2 separate regions of the Sus scrofa genome follow, and region 2 is linked to region 1. Evidence: chromatin contacts called from public Hi-C data. All regions are on one chromosome and are shown on one strand. The core of a region is the stretch at or near the end of the contact, and the rest is flanking DNA. Distances in the headings are between cores, read along the strand shown. Region 1 holds the start of BUD31 (protein BUD31 homolog). Region 2 holds the start of ZKSCAN5 (zinc finger protein with KRAB and SCAN domains 5).

Evidence for each region. Hi-C and Micro-C count contacts between places; a contact is called where the count stands out from the background.
Region 2: a Hi-C map of skeletal muscle shows a contact between it and region 1, with 3 times the contacts expected there. The contact joins the promoter of ZKSCAN5 here to the promoter of BUD31 in region 1. A contact is called at or near these places in 1 of 5 promoter capture datasets (liver), 7 of 47 Hi-C or Micro-C datasets (alveolar macrophages, blood, heart right ventricle and 3 more) and 1 of 2 datasets of contacts at active chromatin or transcription factors (alveolar macrophages).

The regions. Positions count from the first base shown.
Region 1 is chr3:6,351,394-6,358,600 of Sscrofa11.1, forward strand. BUD31 (protein BUD31 homolog) reads left to right here and starts at 3,856. Exons shown (of 6, transcript XM_003124311.4): 1 at 3,856-4,186; 2 at 5,202-5,310; 3 at 6,142-6,264. The coding sequence starts at 6,171. PDAP1 (28 kDa heat- and acid-stable phosphoprotein) reads right to left here and starts at 3,820. Exons shown (of 6, transcript XM_005661875.3): 1 at 3,715-3,820. The coding sequence starts at 3,727.
Region 2 is chr3:6,440,302-6,447,809 of Sscrofa11.1, forward strand. It overlaps ZKSCAN5 (zinc finger protein with KRAB and SCAN domains 5), which reads left to right and starts at 2,014. Exons shown (of 5, transcript XM_013995381.2): 1 at 2,014-2,149; 2 at 4,037-4,553. The coding sequence starts at 4,140.

The DNA of each region.
Region 1 (7,207 bases), core at 2,606-5,105:
TGGTCCGATTTTACAGACAAGAAAACGTGAGACTAAAGCAAAGGAGGAATGAGCACAAATGCTGAGTTCAAATCTCAGCTCTACCACTCACTAGCTTTGTGACTCTGGGCAGGTATTTAAGCTCTCAGAGTCAGTTTCTTCACCTGTGTCCCTACCACACAGGGTTGTCATGAAGCTGGATTTAACACGTGTACAGATGCTGGGACAGCGCCTGGCACTGGACAAGCTCTACAAAAATGTTTGCTATGATTGTTACTCTTCCAAAATAGTGGGGAAAAACCACAAAGCCACTGATCCACATCAGCAATTTACTACAGGTGTCAGGGAACAGAATTAAGTTACTTCACGTTCTCCTAAGTGGTATGCTAGAGAAAACTTAGAACCTACAAGAGAAAACTTTCTTGGGCTTAGAAATACAACTGGCAAAGTTAAAGTTGAAAAGAGACTACCATCTAAAAGTTAAAAATGTGACTAGCAATTAAAGTTTATCACAGAGAGGAGTTCCCCTCATGGCTCAGTGGTTAACGAATCTGACTAGGAACCATGAGGTTGCGGGTTCGATCCCTGGCCTTGCTCAGTGGGTTAAGGATCTGATGTTGCTGTGGCTCTGGCGTAGGCCGGCAGCTGTAGCTCCAATTTGACCCCTAGCCTGGGAACCTCCATACGCCGCGGGAGCGGCCCTAGAAATGGCCAAAAAAAAAAAAAAAAAAAGTTTATCACAGAGAATCAGTTTTATGTCTGACTCTCTTGAGTCAAGATATTAGACTGACCCCTGCTAAAGCCATCAGCCAGTTTTATAGGAGGGTGACACCCCCTCAGCTGGTTCTGGAGGATGCTAGCTAGGGTGGCTGTGCCTAGCAGCCATTTCCACCTCTTCTGGGAGCTGCAGCCCACCTGACTTCTGCTGGGTCTCTCACTGAGAGCAGAGAAGCTGTAATTAGACAGCCAGAGCTGTGCCAGCCTCCACAGACAGTAGCAGAGATACTGGCCTCCCCTGATTTCCTGGACAGCAGCTGCAGAGTTATAATTGGGCTGCTACAGACCACACCACCCATTTTTAATGACTACCCTGGGTTCCCAGGGGTGTCTCAGGCTATGCTCATCAAAGTCCTATTGTGATGGGAGAGGGATAAGCTGGGAGGATGGAATTACACATACACAGTACTAGATATAAAATAGATAACAAGGACCTAGTGTACAGCACAGGGAAGTCGACTTGTTCTATAATAACCTATATAGGGAAAAATGGGTCTAGTATAACTGCACTTTGCTGAAATTAATACAAGACTATAAATCGGCTATACCCCAGTAAAATTTTTTGTTTGTCTTTTTAGAGCTGTACCCACGACACATGGAGGTTCCCAGTCAAGGGGTCAAATCAGAGCTGTAGCCGCTGGCCTACACCACAGCCACAGCAACGCAGGATGAGCCGCACCTGGGACCTACACCATAGCTCATAGCAACACCAGATCCTTAACCCACTGAGTGAGGACAGGGATCGAACGTGCGTCTTCAGGGATGCTAGTCAGATTCATTTCCGCTGAGCCATGACAGGAATTCCTCCAGTAAAATTAAAAAAAAAAAAAAAAAGTCCCATTGTGAGCAGTTCCTGCTGTGCTGCAACGGGATTGGCGGTTATCTTGGGAGTGCTGGGATGCAGATTCAATCCCCGGTCCAGCACAGTGGGTTGGGGATCTGGCATTGCCGAAACTGGGGCTTAGTTCATCTGATCCCTGGCCTGGGAACTCCATATGCCCCAGGGCAGTGAAAAAATAAAATAAAATAAAAAATAAAAGTCCTATTGTGAGAAATCAAGCTTGCCATCAAAAAACCCATCTTGTCTTGCCCTCTTAATATTCTAAGTAATATAAACAACTAGAAATTTACTACAGGCTCTCATCCCACCTGCTTAGCTATGGAATGCTCTTAGCTTGGTCTACGGCACCTGTTAATCAGAAGCTCTCCGTGCCTTTAAGAATGCTTCACAGTTACTTATCAGCAACAAGAACTGGTTCTTTGCCCTGGGAGAATTTTATACTTTTTTTTTTTTTTTTGAACATCTTCGAGCTTTCTTTTGGTTTTCAAGCAAATTACCACAAGCAAGAAATGTAAACTTCGCCCATAAAGCTTTCACAAGCCCAAAGGCCAAGTTATTTAAACAAGAATCCGTATTTAGGATTTACTTTTTTTTTTTGTCTTTTCTAGGGCCGCTTCCCTCGGCATATGGAGGTTCCCAGGCTAGGGGTCTAATCAGAGCTGTACCTGCCGGCCTACACCACAGCCACAGCAAGGTGGGATCCGAGCCGAGTCTGCAACCTACACCACAGCTCATGGCAACGCCGGATCCTTAACCCACTGAGCAAAGCCAAGGGTCGAACCCGCAACCTCATGGTTCCCAGTCAGATTCGTTAACCACTGAGCCAGGTTGGGAACTCCCATATTTAGGGTTTCCTAACTGTGACCGCCCCACCTTAACGCAAATTATCTATCTAGTAAGACTCTTAAAACCAGAACTCTGGAGCTGGAAGAGCTCATGGAGTACCCTCCTTTTGCAGGAGACTGAGGAACACAAGAGACATGGCTTTTTCCTACCATGGAATAAACCAGTAGAGAGCTAGGTTTAAAGGGATTCAGCACTGTAAACCCCAATTATCTCTGGGAGTAGAGAATCAGGAAATCATTTAGGTTTGAAAAGACTCCAAGCAGATCTTCCTGTGGGCTGATGCATCTTAATCAACATGACACACAAGCGACCAATATTAACTGAACATCTGTTCCATGCAGAAGGTGGCCAGGCACCATGCGTGCTCTATAGTTTTATGACCCCGGCCCCAATTCTCCAAGCTAAGAATTATTAGACAGGTGTTCCAGATGGGGAAAACAGGCTGGAAAAAGTTAAATAACTTGTTCAAGGCCACAAGATTAGATAGTAACACAGCTGGGCTTCAAGTCAAGAGCTGTTGACTCTTACGGGGAAGAGGATGGAGGACCGTCTACAATGGACTGGGAAGCCAGGGATGCTTTACCTTCTTGGCCGAAGAACTGGCAAAGTCTTACAAATAACAATAGTTAATGCTAACGGGGCACTTAAAGACTGTCCTGCACCGTACTGCACCCTCCACGTGGGTTACCTAACCTAGTTTAAGTCTCCCATCAGTATTATGAGGTAGGTACACTCCTAACCACTACCTCCAAGGGACAATACTAAGACACGGTTAGGTTAACCAACTGGCTCTAAGGCACACATCGAGCCGCTGCCGAACAGAGCAGTCAAAACTAGGTCTCGCAGGCTTAAGAACATCAAGTTAGGTCGCAGTAGGCAGGCCTGGCTAGCCCGGAGCCCACGTTTTATGCGCGAGGCAGGCGGGCCCGGCACCGGCGCGGGACGCGGTGACTCAGTCTCCGGCGAGCCTGAAAGCGGGAGGACCTCCAGACCCCCCAGGCCAGAAGAGCGCTCTAGATCGGCCTTCCGCGTCGGCGAGGACCCAGAGCCTCCAAGTTCCCTCGGACCCCCGAGGGAGTGGCTCGAGGCCCCCACAGTCCTCAGTTTCCCCAGTGGGACAATTGGGCGTCGAGGCCCAGGCCTGGCCCTCAGTCGGCGCGGACGTCCTCTCTCTGCGCCGCTGGCCGAGAGGCCCGCGGGCTGAGTGGACAGCGGGAGCCTGACTCGGGCAGCTCCACTAGGCCCTCCGGCCACGCGCGCCCGCCCCTCACCTCCTTTAGGCATCTCGGCTCCGGCGGCTGCGGCGGCGGCGCCTCGAACTGACACCGGAACCGGAAATGCCTCGGGCTCGACTTCTTCCGCCCGGCCAGTTCCCCCCCCCACCCCGCCCTCCCTTCACGCCCCGCCGCCGCCGCGAGGACCGGGGACCTCAGGGAGGCCAGACTGTCCCACGCGCCGCCTGAGCCGGGGCTCGCCCGCCCGCTGCCGGGCAACAGAGCTCGTAGTCCCTCTACCCCCGGCCAGGGGAGGCGCGTGAGCCTGCCAGTCACCCCCGGGAAGCGAGGGCAAAAGGAAAGAGCGGCTCTGGAATTCTATACAGGCAGAGATGCGGACACCTAAGAAAACAGCGCAATCTCCACGCCTGTTGGGGCGGGGCTCTGCGAGGACCTCATCCTGAAGTGATCGCCTGGGAAGCCGAGGCGTTGGTTAAAGAAGGGGTAGCCGACGGCGACGGAGGTTTTGGTGTGTGTTTTTACTCTGTTCTCGGGTGTCTTGGTAGCGGCTGGGGCCGGGGATCGGAGGTCTGCGTTGGCCCAGAGAGCGATCTAAACAGCTGAACTGGGATGGGTTCGGGCCTCTGGACCAAGCGGTCGACGTGAGTTCCCGAGAAGAGGCGGCTCCTTGCTGGTTTGGCCGGAAGGATGGGAGGTTTGGGGGTTCTCTTTTAGGCTTTTTTCCCTTTTTTTCCCCATGCTTTCCGCCGAGAACGTTTTTTTTTAAATATTGCTTATTTTTGTAAGCCCGATTCAGAAGCTGTCGTCTTTCTGAGCCTTTCTTAACTACCCGGGCTGTAAGGTCTTCCTCCCTTCCTCTGAACGCCTTTCCGCTCGTCGCCTCTCCCGAGCGCTACCACCTCTTTACCGCCCCACACCTGCTGCTTCTTGCTCTAGTTACCTCTTATTTGTTGCCTCCCCTGGGAGGCCTCCTCTGACTCCCAGGCTGGACCAGGCCCTCAAATCTCCTGGGTCACAGCAAAGCGGTCATTCCTCTGTGTTTGTCCTCCCAGCCGGTGCGCGTTGGGACACGGACCAGATTCCATCCATCTCTAGCTTCCGAGCGGGGAGACCAGTACAGAGACCTCTGATCTGAGAGTCAGGAGCCCCTGACAGAGTCAGACTCTGCTAGTTCTCAGGCCTGTGCGATCCTGAGTTTTCCTCTTGTTAATCGGTCCTCATCTGTAAGGTTGTTTCTGAGAATTCTTGAAAGGACGGGGGGCGGGGCTTTGTGAACTTGTCAGGCCTACAAGTAACTGAACGAATTTGGGAGAGGGGAGTCTGGTATGCTTAAAAATAAAAGATAACTAACCTGAGTTTTCTTTGCCAGCCAAGAGATGCTATGTGGTTTGATAATGATTTCCTATGTAAGATTTGGAGTGGTCCATTGTATGGGCTTTACATGACTTGCCTTTCTGTAGTATGCTTGTTGGGTTCAAAAGAGACCTTGGCAATCCCGATGATACACCTCCCTCGTTTTACAGACAAGAGGAAGTGCCAGAAAGGGAATGTAACCTACCCCAAAGTCACAGCTGGTCAAGAACCTAAGCCTGTAACTGAAGAGGCCAGAGATCTTGGGAAAGAGACCCTAAGGTAACTTTGGTTTTACACTTTTTCCTTTTTTTTTTTTTTTTTTTTAATTTTTTGTCTTTTTGCCGTTTCTTGGGCCACTCCCGCAGCATTTGGAGATTCCCAGGCTAGGGGTCGAATCGGAGCTGTAGCTGCCAGCCTATGCCAGAGCCACAGCAACGTGGGATCTGAGCCGCATCTGCAACCTACACCACAGCTCACGGCAACGCCAGATCGTTAACCCACTGAGCAAGGGCAGGGATCGAACTGGAAACCTCCTGGTTCCTAGTCGGATTCGTTAACCACTGCACCACGACGGGAACTCCTCACTTTTTCCTTTTTAAACACTTACGTTCCTTACTCTCTCAATCATAGTCTTCCTCACACTGTGTTGTAATTCCCCTTTTAACTTTTTTTGGCCAGGGATAGAGGTTTCCTGTGTAAGTTCCCAGGCTAGGGATTGAACCCACAGCACAGCAGCGACCTGTGCCACAGCAGTGACACCACCAGGGAACTGCTCCTTTTTCACTTTTTATGTCCTTGCTAGACTATCACCTTCTCAGGGACAGAGTGTGCATCTTATTTTTTGTTCCGTGTTTCCCAGTACAGAGAGCTGTTCATAGTTGATATCAGTTAATGCTAACAGTCAAAACGTCTGAAGCACACATTAAATGCCAGGCATAGTACCTATAATTATGTCTTCACAAAAGCCCTATAAATTAGATTCTGTTATCCCCTATTTGCACATGAGAAAACAGATTTAGGAACATGAATGTGCACCAAAGTTGTGGCTTGTGAAGTCCCTTGGGGATCTGAGGCTCAGAAACCAATACATTTAATATTTTCCCCCCATAGATCTTTGCAAATTATCTTCTGGAGAAAAAATGCCTAAAGTCAAAAGAAGCCGGAAAGCTCCCCCAGATGGCTGGGAGTTGATTGAGCCAACACTGGATGAATTAGATCAAAAGATGAGAGAAGGTAAGTGGGGGAGTTCCTGTCTGGATGGGCTCTGTCCAAGGGCCACAGGCTTTGATGCCTGTGGGGCCAGGCATAAACCCAGGTATAAATGGGAAGAGACAGGCTGCACCACTGTGGCCTCTTGATGCTATTTTGTTTGCTTATTAATTCACAGGAATGCTATCAATGCCAGAAAGTAAGATAATACTAGAGAAAAGGGCCTCAAAAAATTTTGGGGCCAACTTGAATATAAAAGCTTTATATATATAGGAGATATAGGGTGTGCCCTCTGTGGTGCAGTGGGTTAAGGATCTGATGTTGCCGTAGCTGTGGCTCAGATTTGATCCATGGCCTGGGAACTTCCATATGCTGTGGGTGGCCCCCCCCCCCAAGAAAAAACAGCTCTAGGAAATATAGATCAAATAATCTACCTATAATTACTTACTATATTAGTTGGATGTTTATCTAAAATTGTACAAAATATATCTGTTTGGGAAAACATTTTTATTTGGATTTTTCTCATGGGTCTGTTTTCATCATCACTTTGTTTTTGCATCCTCTGCCAGTTTTCCAGAACATATCACCTTCACTTTCATCTGAATGTTGCGTGATCCTGCACCTGGTGAATCACTGCAGTGTGCACTTTTGGGAAATGTGATCTGAAGCCACATCTGTTGGCCCTATCACAGTATCATCACTTAGTGAATTACTTTTAAAGCGATTTTTTTATTTCAGGTTTTTGGTAACTAATCTAACCCTTGTTATGAAGTCTTACCTCCAGCAGTGGTTACTAAGTGGGTGTTAAATTACTTTGCTTCTGGAGTTCCCACTGTGGCACAGTGGGTTAAGAATCTGAGTGCAGCAGCTCAGGGTGCTGCAGAGGTGCAGGTTCAATCCTTAGTCGGTGCAGTGGGTTAAAAGGATCCAGGATTGCTACAGCTGCAGTGTAGGTCTCAGATGCGAC
Region 2 (7,508 bases), core at 764-3,263, 87 kb after region 1:
GATCACAATCAAGTTAAATAGGATTCATTGCCTCACATGGGTTACAATTTTTTAAACTTTTCATTCCCTCACTCCCCTCCCCTCTGGCAACCACTTATTTGTTCTCTGTATGTATGAGTCTGTTTCTGTTTTGTTATGTTTATTTGTTTTGGGGGGAGGTATGTGGGTTGGCTGCGCCTGCAGCATGTAGAAGTTCCTGGGCCAGGATCGAACCTGCATTGCAGTTGCGACCTGTGCCATGATTATGGCAATGCCGGGGTCCTTAACCCACTGTGCCACCAGGGAACCTTCCTGCTTTTAGATTCCACATATAAGTGAAATTGTATGGTATTTGTCTTCCTCTGTCTGACATTTCACTTAGCATAATGCCCTCTAGATCCATCCATGTTGTCACAAATGGCAAGATATCATTCTTTTTATAGCTGAGTAATATTCCATTATCATTCATTCATATTTACACACATCGCATCTTCTTTTATCAATTCCTATATGAAGAAAACTTTAAGGATCCAAAAGTAGGGCTTTTTCCACAAGGGAAAGACATACCATTTTCCCGGATAGGAAAATCACCTTTGTACAGATGTCAGTTCTCTCTAAGTCAGTATAAATCACGAATGATTTTAATACAGAATTCTTCCCGAACCAGAAAAACTGAATCTTAATTGGAGAATATCAAAGGAACTAGGATACTCTGAAAAGGAAACAAAATTGGGGGGCACTCACTCTTAGAGATATTAAAACCAATGATTAACCTCAGTAAATGAACACAACATGATATTATCCCACGTGTAGACAAACAGACGAATGGAACAGTATAGAAAATTTAGAAACAAATCTCAAAACACATGCAAAATTAACTTGTGATAAAGGCAGCATCACAAATCAATGAGGAATAAAGATAGAATTTCTTGTAAATGTTGAGACAACCGACTAATGATTCAGGAAAAGAGAAAGTTAGATTTATACTTCCTCTCGTACACCAAGATACTTATTAATGGATCAAAGATCCACTTTTTAAAAGTGACACTATGCAATGTTCTGTTAAAATAAAAAACAAAGGTAGACCAGACTTGAAAATTTCTTGAGCAGACAAAACCAGTTTAGTCATAAGAGCAAAGTTTCATTTAGCTCATTTTGCAAGACAAGCCAGGCTAACTGACCTGGGTATTTCTTGCTTATGCCTCTGAAAATCCTCAGCAAGACTTACATTGTTCCCCCAACTCGATATGAAGTAACTACTAACCAATTCCCTCTAAAAAAAATTCTTAATACTGTAACCAATCACTGTGAAGAATAAACAGTCACCGTCTCCACACGATAGAAGATGCTTTATAACATAAAGTTTCTTTCCATGTTTGAATGCTACCGGTTTGTAAGCTTTTTGACGTGTGCACAATAAACTTTTACTAATTATTACTTCATTGATGTATTGCTTTTACTTCTGGTGTTTGTTTTGTCTGAACTTTTAACAATTTTAAATGTCAAAAGTGAAAGCATACAAATACTACATTGACCAAACATACCGCAGTGTCAATTTAAGCGTCTCCAGCGGAGATAGGTGACTTTCTGCAGTTCTTCATTCCCATAAGCTGGACCATGGCGCTAGCAAGGCGTTCTCAAAACCCCATTCCTGATTTGAGTGAAAATTCACAATAGACATTAAAACAAACAAAACTGTCCTGGAGTATCCAAGGATGTATGCCTTCTGATTCAGTGTCGGTTGGCCTCATTCATCTTCGAGACTCGTAATACGGTGACTCTCGTTCTGCCTGTCGAACAGCTTTGTAAACGGATAACAAAACGAGGGCTTATTAAAGATGGGACCCCCTTGGATCCCAGAGAAGCCCTGAATAGACGGCTCTTCTTTGAAAGGATGCGGTACTTCCGCCCCCACCCTCCGCAGCCCGTAGTAGACCCTATGCCGACGCACTCAGCCTTCCAATGCAGGCGCGGAAGAAACGCCTCCCAATCTCACATTTTGATAGGCTCGCGAGACCGAGGCTGCGAAGAGAGCCGTGGCCCTATTGGCTGAAGGACGTGGCCCGCGCGGCGCTTTCTGGGAGTGTAGTCCCTGGGGCCGCTGGCTCCAGGGGCTCGCGGGTCTGACGTCGGAGGTTTCAGCACCTGAGCTGACGGCTGTGGTAAAGAGGTGGGTGTGTCTGGAGGCAGGGTGCGGGGAGTGGCGAGGTTTCAGATGAAGAAACCAAACGGTCCATTAAAGAGAAGTAAGGGTGCGGGCTCGCCGAGAGCTACAGACCTACTTGGAACTGGGGCTCAGAGCGTGGGGCTGAAGGAGCGCAAGTCCCACGGCCAACCAGACAGTGGCAACTGTTGCCTTAGCAAGCCCTCGGGACATCTAAGGCCCCGTCCTCTGCCCCCAATCCAATAAAGGGGCGGGCTCGGGCCGTTTAAATGGTTTGGGGTTGAGTGAGGACGAAGGCGGGTCGGTTTTCTCTCCGGCCCTAGCAACGCTGGACCTGCGGATCGGTGGGCGGGGAACGGCTGTGTTTCTGGAGGTTGGACGGGCATCCTGGGCCGGCGCCCTATCTCCCCGCTGATTGGCCACAGCCCCTCGGGGGCGGGGTTAGGGCGGAGCCTGGGGCGAGCACTTCCCGCCCGCTGCGAGGAGAGGGCCTCCGGGATTCCTAGAGAGGACTCGGAAGTACTCTCGGGGGTGGGGTTTATGGCTCTACACCGTTGGTCAGGGACAGCTTGGACTTGCTTACTTCCGGCGAGGAAGTGTTGGGAAGTGTCGGGTTCGGCTTTCTCTTCGTTTGTGAGAAGAAACCCGTCTTCCCAGCCTTGGCCGCAGGAGCCTGGTCTTCCAGCAGAGCTCCCCGGGACTGGGGCCTTGAGGACAGGCCTCTGTGTCCAGACCATGGTCCTGTCCCTAACCTTGACCGGGCCGGTTTCCGTGGCTCGGGGTCAGGGGCGATTGTGAGGAATCCAGGTGCAAAATCGGTACTTAAAACCCTGGTTCTCTTCGGGACCCATGAAGTCTCCCGTTGGCCTGTCAAGCTCTTGTGGCTTGAGAAGGACAGGGCCAGTTTTGACCGTTGTACTGTTTTTGACCTCTGTTCTGACTTAAGTTGGCTTGTGGTAGAGAAGGAGCGGCTGCGTCTGGACTAGTTAGTAAGTTTTGTCCTGTTTTTTTTATATGAGATTTAATGCTCTTAAGCACTAAAATTGTATTTGATTAGGCTCGATGTCAAATTTTTATTGCTGTCCTTTACCCTTTTTCTTAATTTATTTTGTCCGCACCTGGGCCATGTGGAAATTAATGAGCCGGGGATAGAACTCCAGCCACCACAGCTGCCCCAGCCTCTGTAGTGACACCAGGTCCTTAATCCTCTGAGCCAGAAGAGAACTACCTCCTTTACACTTTTTCAGTGTTGGTCATTATTTTGTGGGTGGAGGGATGGCTGTTTTGTAGTACACTTTTTTTTTTTTTTTTTAGGTCCACACCCTCAGCATATGGAGGTTCCCAGGCTATGGGTCCAATCGGGGCTGCAGCTGTCGGCCTACACCACAACCACGCAGAATCTGAGCATCTTGGACCTACACGTCAGCTCAGGGCAACACCAGATCCTTAACCCCCGGCCAAGGCCAGGGATTGAACCTGCATCCTTATGGATACTAGTTGGGTTTGTTCCTGTTGAATCACAAGGGGAACTCCCTATAGCCCACATTTTTTTTTTTTTTTTGTCTTTTTAGGGTCACACCCTCAGCATATGCAGGTTCCCAGGCTATGGGTCAAATCAGAGCTGCAGCTGTCGGCCTACACCACAACCACAGCAATGTGGGCTCCAAGCCTCCTCTGCCACCTACACCACAGCTCATGGCAATGCCAGATCCTTAACCCGTTGAGCGAGCGCATCCTCACGGATGCTAGTCAGGTTCGTTAACTGCTGAGCCATGACGGAACTCCTGTAGTCCACATTTTTAAGTGTCGTTTCCGTATATCATTAGTTGTTGAGTTGCTGAGTGGTCATTTGTGTCCTCTCTTTGCTAATAATGGTTCCCAATGTACCAGTAGGTTGCAAGCTAATGAACGTGTCCTTCAGAAGATCTCAAGGAGCAGAGAACAAAGTTGATCCGTGCCCCCCGGCTTACCTGGAGAGCTCTGCCTCTGAGTTGGAATGATAATGACAGAATCTGGGGAAGTTATAGACTTAGACCTTCCAGCTGAGACGTCACAGGAGCAGGAGGACCTTCTCATAGTGAAGGTGGAGGAAGAAGACTGCACCTGGATGCAGGAGTACAACCCACCAGCGTTTGAGACTTTTTACCAGCGCTTCAAGCACTTCCAGTACCACGAGGCCTCAGGCCCCCGCGAGGCCCTCAGCCAGCTCCGGGTGCTCTGCTGTGAATGGCTGAGGCCTGAGCTGCACACCAAGGAGCAGATCCTGGAGCTGTTGGTGCTGGAGCAGTTCCTGACCATCCTGCCGGAAGAGTTCCAGACCTGGGTGAGAGAGCATCACCCAGAAAGTGGAGAAGAGGCTGTGGCCGTGGTGGAAAGTATACAGAGAGAACTAGAGGAACGAAGACAACAGGTAAGTGAGAGAGGGGACCTCGGAGCGATGAGGAAGGAGAGGAGGAGTGTTAGGAGCTGCTGAGCAGGGGTGAGACCCTGGGCGCCCTGCCGCTTCATTCATATTCTTTTGTTCTCCTGGGATTAGGTCCACTGTGGAGATTTCCTGCCACTCCAGCAAAGAGAAGCAGTATCCAGTGTGTTAACCTGGAGAAGACAAGCTGCGATTTTATTTATGTTTTAAATTACTGGTTTATTTTTTGAATGACATGGTAGAAAATTCAAAAGGCCCATAAGATTGTAATGAAAAGTAAGTGTCCCTCCCACCCCTAATTCCCCAGCTGCCTGAGTTCTCATCAGAGGCAGCCACGGTCACGTGGTATTTGTACAGCCTTACAGGGATGCACTGTCTTCTGTATATGTTATGGGATGTGTGTACGGTGTGTTTTCTTTTGCTTTTTTTTTAAGGGCCACACCTGAGGCACATGGAAGTTCTCAGGCTAAGGGGTTGAATCAGAGCCGGCCTGTGCCACAGCCACAGCAACGTGGGATCATTAAGCCACTGAGCGAAGCCAGGGATCGAGCCCGCATCCTCCTGGATACTAGTTGGGTTCGTTACCGCTGAGCCACCGTGGGAACTCCTGTGACGTGTTTTAAAAAAACACAAATGTTTTTACATCACTGTGCACTTCTGCCTTTTGCTTTTATGTCTTATATCCCGGCTTGTACCATGTTGGTCCCAATAGAGTTGCTTCAGTCATTGCAAGTGCGTCGTATTCCAGTGTATGGAGGGACCATAATTGACGTCGTATTAAAGGCTGTTGAAGTTATTCCTTTAGATCATTTCTGAATCTTTACTGTAACAAACTTTGCTGCAGTGAGTATCCTTTACATGCATCATTAATTGTAGACTCAAAGCTTAGAAGTCAGGAGTTATCTGGTGGCCCAATGGGTTAAAGATCCAGCATTGTCACTGCTGTGGCTTGGGTCACTCCTGTGGCTTGGTTCAGTCCCTGGCCTGGGAACTTTTGCATGGCCGAGGGCATGGCCAAAAAAAAGCTTAAAAGTCAAATTGTTGGCTCAGAGGCCGTGTGCATTTATAATTTGGACAGCTGCTTTGCAGGTTTTTTTTTTTTAATTTTTATACAGTCAGTTTAAATCTTAATTCATGGTTTCTGGGTTCTGTGCCATATTTAGAAAGGCCCTCTCCACCACAGTAGTATAAGAAACTTTTCTCATTATTTCTTCTCCATTGTTTTTTTCTCATTATTGTTGTTGTTGTTTGTTTTATCCTTTGAAATGATTGATCCATCTGGAATTCCTTTTGGTGTAGGGTATATGGTGTGGTTGTAGCTTGAGTTTTTTTTTCTAGATGTCTATCCAGTTGCCCCCGAAACTTGTAATCACTTTCTTCTTCTCTGATTAAAATGCCATCTATTACATTCCAGATTTTACCATGTATTTGGGGTCTAGTTGGAGCTGCAGCTGCAGGCCCATGCCACAGCCACAGCAATGCCAGCTCTGATCCGTATCTACAACTGTGCCACAGCTTGTGGCAACGCTGGATCCTTAACCCACTGAGCAAGGCCAGGGATCGAACCTCCATCCTCATGGATATTAGTCAGATTCATTTCCGCTGAGCTACCACAGGAACTCCTGACTTTTAAAACAAACAAACAAAAAATTAATTAATTAATTAATTAAAAAAAAAAAAAAAAAAGAGTTCCCGTCGTGGCTCAATAGTCAACGAATCCAACTAGGAACCATGAGGTTGCGGGTTTGGTCCCTGCCCTTGCTCAGTGGGTTAAGGATCCGGCGTTGCCGTGAGCTGTGGTGTAGGTTGCAGACGCGGCTCGGATCCCGCGTTGCTGTGGCTCTGGCGTAGGCCGGTGGCTACAGCTCCGATTCGACCCCTAGCCTGGGAACCTCCATATGCCGCGGGAGCAGCCCAAGAAATAGCAAAAAGACAAAAAAAAAACAAAAAAAACCCCAAAATAGTAACACATATTCAATAGCATAGTTTAAAACAAAAAGCATTAAGAAAAAATTTTTTTGTCTGCGCCCTCGGCCTGGAGGCTGAGGATCGAACTTGCACTGCAGAAGTGGCAAAGCCGTATCCCTTTTTTTTTTTTTTTTTTTTTTTGTCTTTTTGCCTTTTCTTGAGCTGCTCCCGCAGCATATGGACCTTCCCAGGCTAGGGGTCTAATTGGAGCTGTCTACACCTGCCTACACCAGAGCCACAGCAATGCTGGATCTGAGCCGCGTCTGTGACCCACACCACAGCTCATGGCAACGCTGGATCCTTAACCCACTGAGCAAGGGCAGGGATCGAACCCGCAACCTCATGGTTCCTAGTCGGACTTGTTAGCCATTGAGCCACGACGGGAACTCCCAAAGCCGTATCCTTAACCCGCTGAGCCACCAGAAAACTCCGACAAAAAGCATTTTTTAAAAAGCAGGTTTATAGCTGATATTACACATTTACCTCTGTCACTGGTAGGTGCCCCCTCTGTGGAAGGAGCACAGAGAAAGATGGTTTCTTGGTGGTTGTCAGGGATTCGAGGCCGTGGGAGGGGTTTCCCTGGGCCTCCATAGCTCGCCGTGTCTGCCTCTCTCCCTGCCTGCCTTCTGTACCCCTGCTCTTGGTCCTCAGCTTGCTCTCCAGGTAGTTCTTAACTCTGGCAAGCCTGTCCCCAGGCTTTATCCCCTACTACCCCTCCGCGCTGGTTTCTCTGTCCTAGTCTCCGAGCACCTCAAGGGCTGCTTTGTTTCTTCGGTGCCCAGGGGTTCTTCGGCCTACTTGGCATCATCTTAACTCTGCACAAACTTCCACGCAGAGTCATATTTGCCACAATTCTGTTGCAGCCGCCTCCCGATGTAACTCTTGTACCACATCTTGCCAGCACTTGGTGGGGGGGAGTTAACAATTAGAGCACTTTGAAACGTAAGTGGGGGCTGGCGGGGTTGGCCATTTTAT